Regions from separate parts of the Sus scrofa genome. Here region 1 is linked to region 2. The links are chromatin contacts, called in public Hi-C maps. All regions are on one chromosome and are shown on one strand. Each heading gives the region's core, a stretch centred on a gene start, on an enhancer-like site or on the middle of the called end of the contact. The rest is flanking DNA. Distances are from core to core; before and after follow the strand shown. Region 1 overlaps PCYT1B (choline-phosphate cytidylyltransferase B). Region 2 overlaps PDK3 (pyruvate dehydrogenase kinase, isozyme 3).

Region 1 (5,724 bases), core at 1,511-4,010, 160 kb after region 2:
CAAAGTCTACAAGGTGTTCCAAAGGAAAAATACAAGTTGTTACAATCAAGAAGGGTGGCCTGGGTCTAGTGACATATTCATTTACTTTCACCTTATTGCAATATCATACGGGTCACCTGGGCCTGTATGAGTGCATTTGTGGATTATATAATCTAGTTTTAACAAGATCACAAGATCAGCAGGTGGCTTCAAATATTTCCTGCAGTGAAATAGGAAAGTAAAGATAATATAAGCACAGACCAACAACAAGAATGACAGAGCTGACCCTTCTGCTCTTTGTATAAGGGCTGCACCAGCCACATTACCAGGTGTGAACAACGACAGCCTCATCCAATTTGACAAGATGGCAGCTGACCCAAAAATTAATACAAAGACTATTTGAATAGTTCTCTTGCAGCCCAGGGGGTTAAGGATACAGTGTTGTCACTGCAGCGGCCCAGGTCACTACTGTGGTGCAAGTTCCATCCCTGGCCCAGGAATTTCCACATGCTGCGAGTGTAGCCAAAACAAACAAACAAAAAGACTATTTGAAATATGTGCTATCAGCATTAAACTTCACCGCGAGATATTAGCTACTGATGCAATGAATGAAGCTGTTATAATAACCATGATACGTTCAAGGGAAGCATCCAGAACATAAAGACAAACCTCTCTGATTTTTTTTCAGCAATGTTTCAAGATGTGTGGTAAGCAATCCAGTACTTCACAAAACAGTGTTCCATGTAATGATAATGTTTAGAAGCCTTTTTTCAAGTTGCTACAATTCAACAGAGAAAAACCAAAAGTCTCATACCATTGCAGAAACACCTGCTCTGTATGCCACAGTAAAACGGGCTGCTCTAATGTGTAGAAAAAAAAATGATGTCAAACTTAAACGCATTCCTTTGTCAGTAAATATATTTGGAAGACATATAGAAAACATTGCTGAAGATTGGAAGAAACAAGCATTAGAACAAATTATGTAGTGTGGGCGGTTTTCTATACAGTTGGATGGAAGCACAGATACTTCTAATGTCTCAGCTTGAGGTATTTGCTAGATTCTATTTCAATAATAAAACCCTTTTTTTCTGAACCACTAAAGATGTTCCAACAAAGAAAGATTTTCCAAAGAAGATTGGTTCTGCAAAGTGTATGACTTCCTTAATTTTATATATACATAAAATTATATACAAAATACATACATACATATATATATAACACAAACACAGAAAAACTGTGTAAGAATACCTGCCAATGAGGTGACTGCTTTACTCTTGGACCCTGATCTTCCATCTATTTGAGAAATATCTGTCTTCTTTTCATAGCCCTTCCTCTGTTGACTCTCAAAATGTTGTTTCTTGAGGTAACATCCTAGAAGCTTGTAGGGCAAAGTAGATGAATTTAACCAGATCTCATACAGAGATTAGCAGACATAGGGAGGATTCTAATTGCTTGAACTACAACTCCTCATTTTTCTTCCCTTTAAAAACCTCCCTGGAGCCACCCTGACAAGGATGGCTCAGGGTCAGTTATTTTCTACAATTTGCGGGATTATCCTGAGACACCCTTGCTAGTTAACCAATTCCATCCACGCCCTTCTGAGTCGGGGAAACAGTGAGACCAGGCCATTAGAAAATGCATATGGATGGGGCAGCATGGATTTTTAATTCACAGGTTACCTGATGAGGGCTTGACTGACTAGGGTCCTAGAAATAAGCCAAGTTTAGTTCAAGGGCTTACCTTTGTTCTCTCCCAGGCAGGACTGAGCACACTGCGGCTCTGTTAGCAGCCAAGCACTGTGATTGTAGGTTGGATAGGAGAGTATTCCTTAGAGTGTTATCTATGAGATCGCCAGAATTGTCTGCAAATGGGAAACCTATCAGAGAGTGCACACCCTCTATTACGGTGGCCAGAATAAACTTAGTCTTCAAGAATAATATCCATACACCAATGAGGGCAGACCCTAAGTGTGTGACTGAGTAAACTTTCACAAGCTGAACACACACAGCGTCCAGATCAGGTAACCCACCAGTGCCAGCATCCAACTTGTGCTCCTTCCTCTGTTGACTTTGAACATCATAGTTTGCCTAAGTTAAAAAAAAAAATGTGTAATAGAGGAGTTCCCATCGTGGCGCAGTGGTTAATGAATCCGACTAGGAACCATGAGGTTGCGGGTTCGATCCCTGCCCTTGCTCAGTGGGTTAACGATCCAGCGTTGCCGTGAGCTGTGGTGTAGGTCACAGACTCGGCTCGGATCCCGCGTTGCTGTGGCTCTGGCATAGGCTGGCAGCTACAGCTCCGATTCGACCCCTGGCCTGGGAACCTCCATATGCCACAGGAGTGGCCCAAGAAATGGAAAAAAAAAAAGTGTAATAGAAATGGAATCATGTAGTGTATATTCTTCTGTGTCTGGCTTCTTTGATTTCATATTGTTTGTGAGACGCATCCCTATTTGTGCGGGTGGTTCTGGACTCTTCATTCTCCTTGCTGTGTAGCATTACATGGTGTAAATACACTACAGTTTTGTTATTCTACTTCTGCTGGGCATTTGGGTAGTTTCCCCTTCGAGGTTATTATGAATAATGCTGCTAAAGACATCCGAACACCAGTCTCTGGAGGCCAGATGTGCATGTTTCCTAGGAGTACAAGTGCTGGGTCAAATATATTTACTTTGAATTTCTAAATTTACTACTAAGAGCCTAGACATCTGATCTCTTTCCACTCCTGGTCCTGAAAGCAGCAAATGTGACACAGGAGAGCTAAATACAGCACTTCTCCAAGTGCAGTCAAACACATCTTGTTTCTAAATCACCCGAGAGCTTGAGCAGGTGACCCCTGCTCACGTATGTGGGAAAACTGTGAGTCGTGGCAGCAGGGGCTTTAAAAATCAGACAAATTTAATTTAAACCCCGGCTTTATCAGTTAGCATTTGATCTTTGGGGAATTACTTAATGCTTGCTTTCCTTATTTCTCACATGGGGAATAGATCTTATTTCATAGGTCTGCAGCCTGGTGAAACGAGATAACCCACGTAAGGCATCCGGCACAGTGCCTGACAATATGCACCATAAAGATTGTTCCATTCCCCCACCTGCCGACGGAGGAAAATAAGTGAGACCTCTAGACTTGAAGCCCGTACAGAACCATGACCTTATAGCTGAACAATCTGGAGGTACAGTACAATTTAGTATTAGGTGCCTGTGCCTACAATCTCAGGCCCACTAGAGATGAAGCACAGAAGCCTGTGAGTGCCAGGAGCGGGCTTTCAACAGCCCTTAACCTATTGTTGTTGTTGTTATTGTGGCAAACAAAAAAGCCAAGTCAAAGACTTTGGTGAGAGGAGATGCTAAGAAAAGGAATCCTGCTCAGCGGGCTGGCCCCACGTGGCCCCACACATTATGACGCAGGCACACACTCTCGGGGCTTGCTGCTTTGTTTTCCGATCACTGAGCTTTCAAGTGTGCCTTCAAGACTGTTGAGTGCTAAACTGTTTCTTTATCCCCAAGCAGGGTCAGCTTCCCCAGCCTCCCATACAACGTGATGCATGCTGGGATAATGAGGAAGGTAGGAGTGTTAAAACAATAATGCTATGGTCTGAGACCAGCAACGCGTAATCAGATCCTAGCAAGGTAGCGGCTTTACCTGGGAGATTGTTCAAAGAAAACGGGCCTAGCTTGCAATTACTTCAGTTGTTCTTACCTTCCTTGCTCTCTCCTTTTCATCCTGCCTCCAGTAATCAGATAGAATTCATCTGTCTACATTTATTTCACTAAGGGGCACCAGGAAGCTTCTCGTGGGCACCAGTGAAGGATACAAGAGTCACAGGATTGTGGCCTGACCCACTGTTGGATTTAAACCCCAAATATAAGTCCTAGATGAGCAGCATCAGCTAGAGAAAGGCCGCCACAGTTCAATGCCATACTGCTCTGCCTCAAGGAAAACTCAATATTTTAAAGTTCAGTATTATAAAATAAATCAATTAGGAGGCTATTGTTCACATTAAAAAGAGATTCAACACAGGTTTCTTTGAACAATGACTAAAACATTCAATGTATGATTCAGAATACATTCAACCAAGCATCTGAAGTATAAAGTGGAAGACAAAGTGGCTCATATGACATTAATATAAAGTTCCAAATTATTTTGTGAACATTCATTATGCATATTTAGCCAATGTGTCTTACCATAAGATCATTCAAGCTGTTTTTACTCAAAATGGAGTAAAAATCAAAGGGAGGTAAGAAGTGGGTAGCCCTGATGTTTGATGAGCATCAGATCAAACAGAGCACCCTGTGGTGAGGCACGTTCCACGGCTCTGAAAGCTAGAATCACAGTCTTAGAACTGGAAAAGATCAGCTACCCAACCCAGAGTAGGTGACAGAATTGAGGTGCGGAGAGGAGAAGTGATTTATTTGCTCAAGCCCATGCAATAATTAAGTCAATGGCAAAGCTGATGTTGGAATGAGATGGTGGGTTCCAGCAAGCAGAGACTTGTCTTGCCAGGACCTTGCCCTTCGGTTATGGGCCAGCCCAGTGCCCCTGGAGCTACAGATCTGGATCTGCCTTGATTTGGGGGGGTTGCTATGGAAGCCTGGAGGCCATAAAGAAATAGATCCATTTCCTCTCATCAATAGCAAGCACACCTCATCAGGAACCACTCAGCCTTTCCACCTTCCCCTACCACCCTTTCCCCCACCCCACCCCAGCCTGGAGGCCTGTGGCCAAGAAATAGCCTAGGGTTGGACCCAACTTCCCAGGCTATCCCATAATTACAATTCTGCACTTACCAGAAGCAAACACCATGGCTTGGCCTCCACCTTCAGAGAAAACAGAAGCTATCAGATAAGAGAGGCTTTTAACCTTCACTACTCTTTCCCTTGTAACATATTCTTAATCCTAAATACCCTTACCAGCTTCCTGACCACCATGCTGGGAGAAGCGTCTCTTTGCCCACCTGAAGTTAATTCTTCTACTCGTGAACTGGAGCCCAACCTCTCCAGTCTAAGGGCCATTCCCCTCATTAATTTTCCCCATCGCTTCCACCTTCTACCACTGACTCTTTCCCATTTATGTTTAAGGGCAAGTCACTACCATGTTAAAAGAATGAGCCAACCAAAAGTTTTGGCATCGTGGATGGATGGAAGAAAAGAAGAATGGAGGGAAGTACAAAAGAAAAAAAAAGAAGAGGAGAGAAAAGCTAGCCTCTCTCAATCTTAAACCCTGATTTATCCATCTTTGAGTCCTACCCATTCTATAGGCTTATCCTCTCAGTCAAACTTCTACTTGCCCACCTCCTAAAAGCTCTTCGACCTGTGTGGCCTCTGCTTACACCACTTCACTGAAACATCACCGCTGACATCATCTTTCTAAATCCAAAGGAGACTGTCCCTTGTGATCTCATGAGATCTCTCGGCTGCATTGGGTTCTATTGGATAGTCCCTCCACAGAATGTACCTAGCCCTTGGCACCCCCATCTCTCAGATATTTGAGATCTCTGTCCTCTTTTCATGATCCTTCCTCTATTGGCTTGTTAAATGGTATTCCTAGAAAGGCACTGGGATAAAGTAGATTAATTTAACCAGATTTCATGTAGAGACAGGCAGGTATAAGGAGACTTCTAATAGATTTAATTATAGCTCTTCTATTTTACTCCTTCTAAGAAGCTGATAGGATGGCTCAAGGTCAGTTAATTTCTAAAATCACCCTGTAGTAGGATTATCCTGAGGCACTCTTGCTAGTTAACCA
Region 2 (5,571 bases), core at 2,375-4,874:
CTCTTGACTTTCAAGCTAGGAAGCTCAGCATAGTCTTTGACTCCTCTCCATTAATGACTTTGCTCTTTAAACACACTGTCTCTTTCTGGAAGGATGGGCTGCCCGCCTCAAATTCTGCTGACATGTGGCAGGGTAGAGGGCATCATTGCGGATGGCCAACTGTGGCCTCTCAAGGTGGTTTGACCTGACAGTTTTAATAATGTCTAATCCACATCCTTATATGCCCAGAAACTTAAAACTGTACTGAGAAATGAACATACTTTAGTATCAGGCATTGTCATAAAGTTCAAGTGAGGCTGATTAATGAAAGGTCACTCCTGTTTATGCAGTTATAAGCTTCGCAGTCATTTTTAGTTCCTGGAGTGCCCTCATCCTCTATCCAAAGCAGGATAGTAGGATTAGTAGTAATTAATTATTAGAAATAATTGGAATAAGGGATAGTTCTTTTAGGACATGTTAAGACCCAAAGCAGCACTCATACGCCTCTAAGTAATTGGAATCTCAGAATCCCCACCAGATCCAGCAGGTCCTGTCTGGTAAAGGACCTGGCCGTAAGGTCCTCTCTGAGTCCCACCTGAGTCCCATCTTCCCTCTTTTCTCCAGATCTTTATGTTGGACACATTATTTCTTATCGTGGCCCTGATTGAGATATGGGCCATGATAAAAATAATGTGCCGTGGAGTTCCTGTCGTGGCTCAGCAGAAACAAATCTGACTAGTATCCATGAGGATGCGGGTTCAGTCCCTGGCCTCGCTCAGTGGGTTCAGGATCTGGCATTGGCCTGAGCTGTGGTGTAGGTCACAGACAGTGCTTGGATCTGGCATTGCTGTGGCTGTGGCGTAGGCCAGCAGTTGTAGCTCCGATTTGACCCCTAGCCTGGGAACTTCCATATGCCGTGGGTGCGGCCCTAAAAAGCAAATAATAATAATGTGTCCAGAAGCCGAGGGCCCAAGAGGCATTTTTCTCCTCCATTATGTGTTGAGGAAGTTAGTTTAACTCTGATAAGGAACTTTCTTTAGTTCTAAGTTCTTAGCATGCATGTCAGGGTCACACACATGCTTCTTAAATTTCAAATGCACTTTTTTAGGTAATCGAATTACAGACTTGGTGTATCAGTTAGGATATGTGTGTTAGCAAATAGCAGAAAACCCATCTAAACCTGACTTAAGCAATAAATTGGAACTATAAGATCTAGTCAGAGGATGAGCTTTTGGTATTGGTTTGATTCAGAGATTCACGAGATTATGAAGGTCTTGCTTTCCATGGGGTCGGCTTCATTTTCTGGCTGGATTTTCTCCTGGTGACAGAATAGTTGCAGCAGTTCCAAGCTTTACGTCCACACACCACACCGTCCCAAAGCAGAGTGAGTTGCTTTCTCTCCCAAAGACCACCCGTGAGTCTGCTCCCTTATTTTTCTGGCCTGAACTGGGGCCATAGTGTCCATTCAGGTGAATGTGAAGCTGTGACAGGCTTAAACCAGGACTATCGGACTAATTAGGAATTAGTGACAAGAGAAATAGAATTACCCAGAGAAAACCTGGGCTACTCAGGAGCTTTGCGTGGTATCAGCTTCCCCTGAAACACTTGGGCTACATGAGGGTGGAGGAGATTGGATGGCTATCTGGGCAGAAATTTAAAGTACTCTTACTCTTAGGAAGAGGGAAAGGAGGATGGGTGGTAGGTAGACAACTAACACAGTTTCTCTTTTTTTCAGGTATATGCAGAGTTTTCTTGAACTTCTAGAATATGAAAACAAGAGCCCTGAAGATCCACAGGTCTTAGATAAGTAAGTATGGTCCCCAACTTACCTCAAGGTCAAAATACCTAGGTAAAAAACGTTTTGGTAAATGGAACTCATGTCATTACAAACCAAGAAGTATAATTTGGATGAAAGTGTTAGGCTTCTTAATAGCTAACAATACTGCAGTTTTTGAAAATTCAAATTAAGAATTTAACATAATACCAGGAGAATTAATAACACTTCAAATTACTTCATGATCTAATTCTTTTTTTTTTTTTGTCTTTTGTCCTTTTTTTAAGGGCCGCACCCTCAGCATATGGAGGTTCCCAAGCTAGGGGTCCAGTCAGAGCTGTAGCCACCGGCCTACGCCAGAGCCACAGCAGTGTGGCATCTGAGCCACGTCTGCGATCTACACCACAGCTCAAGGCAACGCCAGATCCTTAACCCACTGAGCGAGGCCAGGGATTGAACCCGCAACCTCATGATTCTTAGTCGGATTCGTTTCTGCTGCGCCACAACAGGAACTCCATGATCTAATTCTTAATACTTCTGCTCCTGGTGAACTGGTGCTGGGCACTCACTATAAATATTGCAGTAAATGTTCCACCTAGTGGTCGTTTTAAGAATGCACTGGCTTCTGTGTATACATGAGTGTATCTATTTAGTCCTTTACGATTTATTTTTAGATTTTTTTTTTTCTCCTTTGACTGCCCTGAAGCCTGTAGAATTCCTAGACCAAGGATCAGATCCAAGCCACAGTTGGGATCTATGGCGCAGCTGTGGCAGTGCCAGATCCTTTAACCCTCTGTGCTGGGCCTGGGATCGAACCTGTGTCCTGGTACTGCAGAGACACTGCCAATCCTGTTGCACCATAGCAGGAACTCCTGTTTCTAAGTTTTCAATGCAATATTACATTGGAGCTCAGAGAAACGATGCTTTTATTTTGGAGCAGCATAAAAAGAGTGTGCTATTAATATGATGACCATTCTGAATTCTCTTGCTGCCATTATGCACAGAGACTGCTAAATTTTCATGCTGATGGAAAATATTTCTGGTGTTTCTTTTTCATTTAACCTAGCTCTTTCATTTAACAGAGCTGACCCTAGCTTTGAGTGGGGTCCCCCCCGCCAAGAGAAATTGACTATCCCCTTCATCTTACTTCCTCTTCTTTCAAGTACCCATCAGTGAATGCATATGGCAGGCCTGTTGTGCTGAGGAATTTTTTTCGAAGTAGAAACTTGGCCTACATAATTGTGACACCAGGTGCCTTACATGTAGGTGTTCCATAAAAAGAACGAAGAAACACCATGTTATATAAGTGACCTTAGCTCGAGGCATTTAACCCAGCTCTCTCAATTCACAGATAAGGAAACCGAGGTCCAGGATGTGATTTTCCCAAGCTTGTAACTTGAGTTAGGAGCAGGGCTGGATCTGTAAATCATGTTTCCTCTTCTTTGGTACATGGCTTTTTACAGTGTGTCATACAGCCAGGACTCCTTGACTAAGTCACCAGTAGCTAGCTCAAGTTGAGTTGTAAATGGAGATGCAAAGGGGGAAGAAAAGTCCTGGCCTGTTTTATACTCTGCTCGGTATTTGGTTGATGGGTTTATGAAATGTGGATTAGAGATCCAGCCGTGGTGTTTTCCTTGTTATAAGCCCTCGTTGTCATTTCAGTGACCACAGTTAAATGAATCAAATCCAGAAGCTTTGTTTTCTCCACAGTCATTAGCTAGTGACATTTTGGCCAATATCCTCCAAACTAGGGCTGACCCTTCTAGCTTCAAATTTTCGGATGTGGATTTTTGGCAGCCTGCAATATTAAATTTCTGCTCTTGTGTTTCCCGGAGTCCTGTTTCAGTTTCTGGAACAGGTTATCAGTCAGATGCAATTTATGGATGTGAGCCTGCTTTGGAAACTGCCAAGTGCTGGATCCAGTGTGTGCAAGATCCTAATGCTAATGGCTCTCGCTCAGTGAGTTTCGGGAACCTACCCAGGTTCATGAATCTAGTTAGGGGACGTGGGATTTCATGGGGAAGAAAGGACTGGGGAGTTCTCACGGTAGCCAGCCGCCTTTTCTGTTCAGTGAGATGTTATATAGGAGGCAAGCACAAGGAAGTCATTTAAAAAGAAAAGCAGCCTTGGTGGAGGATGTTTATCGTAATGATAAAGGTTAAAGGGCCCCAGAAGACTGGGGAAGTTTTCTGAGAATTGAACCCCTGAGGCAAGTCTCCTCCCTTCAGATAAGTGGAGGCCCTTTTCTGCTGTAATGAACGTTCTAGCTTAGAGATACTTAACTTACAAATAGGTTGGAAAGAACATTATGTAAAAGACAAATGGTCCATTAGAAAATGTCTTGTGAATAATTATGACCTTCTGGAGTTCCCATTGTGGTTCAGCAGGTTAAGAACCCAACTAGCATCCATGAGGATGCAGGTTCCATCCCTGGCCCTGCTCAGGGGGGTTAAGGATCTGGTGTTGCTGTGAGCTGTGATGTAGGTTGCAGATGGCAGCTCCAATTTGACCCCTAGTCTGGAAACTTCCATAGGCTGCAGGTGTGGTCCTAAAAAGAAAAAAAAGTAATTATGACCTTCTAATATCTGAGTTGATTTATTCATCTTTGCTGTCTTTGTATACATGTGTTTGTTCCAGAAATATTTCGTTGAGAAAATAAGACTTCATGTAAGTATGAAAAGAAAGTCACTCCAAATTACCATTACAAGGGGACAACCACTGTGAACGTTTCCCTCCCATCCATCCTTTTAATTAGGCATATATATTTCTATGTATAGAATTTATTTTTTACAAAAATAACAGTGTCAGCATTATAGCTCTGCAGCGGCATTATTAGTGGTTTCATAATGGTCCATCTGAAGATGTCATGTGATTTGACCTCCCATTACTGGGTTTTAGAATAGTTTGCAGTTTTCTTGCTACTACAGGCAGTGTTCTGAATAGCACCTCTAAAATACAGCTGTTGGCCTTGTAATCCGTTATTTGCCTAAAATCAGTTCCTTGGCAGTGAAGTGACTTGCTTTGGGCTTTTGATACATGCTGCTGAATTGCCCCTACCAATGCCTCTGTTATGCTCCTACACTCTACCTCACACTGGTTGTGCTTTGCCAGTCTGATTAGTGGAGGGTAGTGTTGCATTGCTTTAATTCGCTTTTCTTTTATTGTTTTGAAGGTGAGGTTATTGGTGTTGGCGTTTCCTCTAGAAAATTTTCCATTGATACCAAGCCCCTTGCCTAGTTTTCTGTTGGAGTGGTCATCTTTTCCTTTGCTAAGGATAGTAACTTTTGCGAATATATTTTTACCTGTCTTCACTTTGTTTTTTGACTTTATAGTGTGTGTCCCATAAAATTGCTGTAGTCCTCCATAGTCCTATCACTTGTTTCTTCATGGGTTCTGCCCTTGTTTTTTTTTTGTCTTTTTAGGGCTGCACCCACGGCATGTGGAGGTTCCCAGGTTAGGGGTCCAATAGGAGCTGTGGCTGCCAGTCTGTGCCACAGCCACAGCAACATAGGATCCTTAACCCACTGAGTGAGGCCAGGGATCAAACCTGTGTCCTCATGGATACTAGCTGGGTTCGTTAACTGCTGAGCCATGACAGGAACTCCTGCCCTTGGTATTAAACGTAGAACAGCCTTCCTTACTCCAAGGTTATATACTTATACACCTGGTTTTCTTTTTTCTTTTCTACGATTTCACCCTTTTATATTTTAATCTTTTAAACCACTTTGGGGCTTGAGGCTTAATATTAGAGGGTGACTTAAATTCCTAGCCAGCTGTCCCAACTAATTTTTCCCACTGACTTACATCGTCACTTTATC

Evidence for each region. Hi-C and Micro-C count contacts between places; a contact is called where the count stands out from the background.
Region 1: a Hi-C map of skeletal muscle shows a contact between it and region 2, with 6 times the contacts expected there. The contact joins two enhancer-like sites. A contact is called at or near these places in 2 of 47 Hi-C or Micro-C datasets (psoas muscle and skeletal muscle) and 1 of 2 datasets of contacts at active chromatin or transcription factors (skeletal muscle).

Annotation. Positions count from the first base shown.
Region 1 is chrX:20,701,576-20,707,299 of Sscrofa11.1, forward strand. All of the region lies in intron 1 of PCYT1B (choline-phosphate cytidylyltransferase B), which reads right to left. Among named protein-coding and RNA genes, the nearest start is that of PCYT1B, 39 kb to the right of the region's middle. Within about 2 kb of position 2,761, at least 2 of the 83 cell types and tissues checked have an H3K27ac peak or open chromatin away from gene starts, as enhancers often do. A contact at or near this core is called in skeletal muscle, where this site is marked.
Region 2 is chrX:20,543,852-20,549,422 of Sscrofa11.1, forward strand. It overlaps PDK3 (pyruvate dehydrogenase kinase, isozyme 3), which reads left to right. Exons shown (of 12, transcript XM_021080538.1): 3 at 1,715-1,786. Among named protein-coding and RNA genes, the nearest start is that of PDK3, 60 kb to the left of the region's middle. Within about 2 kb of position 3,625, at least 3 of the 83 cell types and tissues checked have an H3K27ac peak or open chromatin away from gene starts, as enhancers often do. A contact at or near this core is called in skeletal muscle, where this site is marked.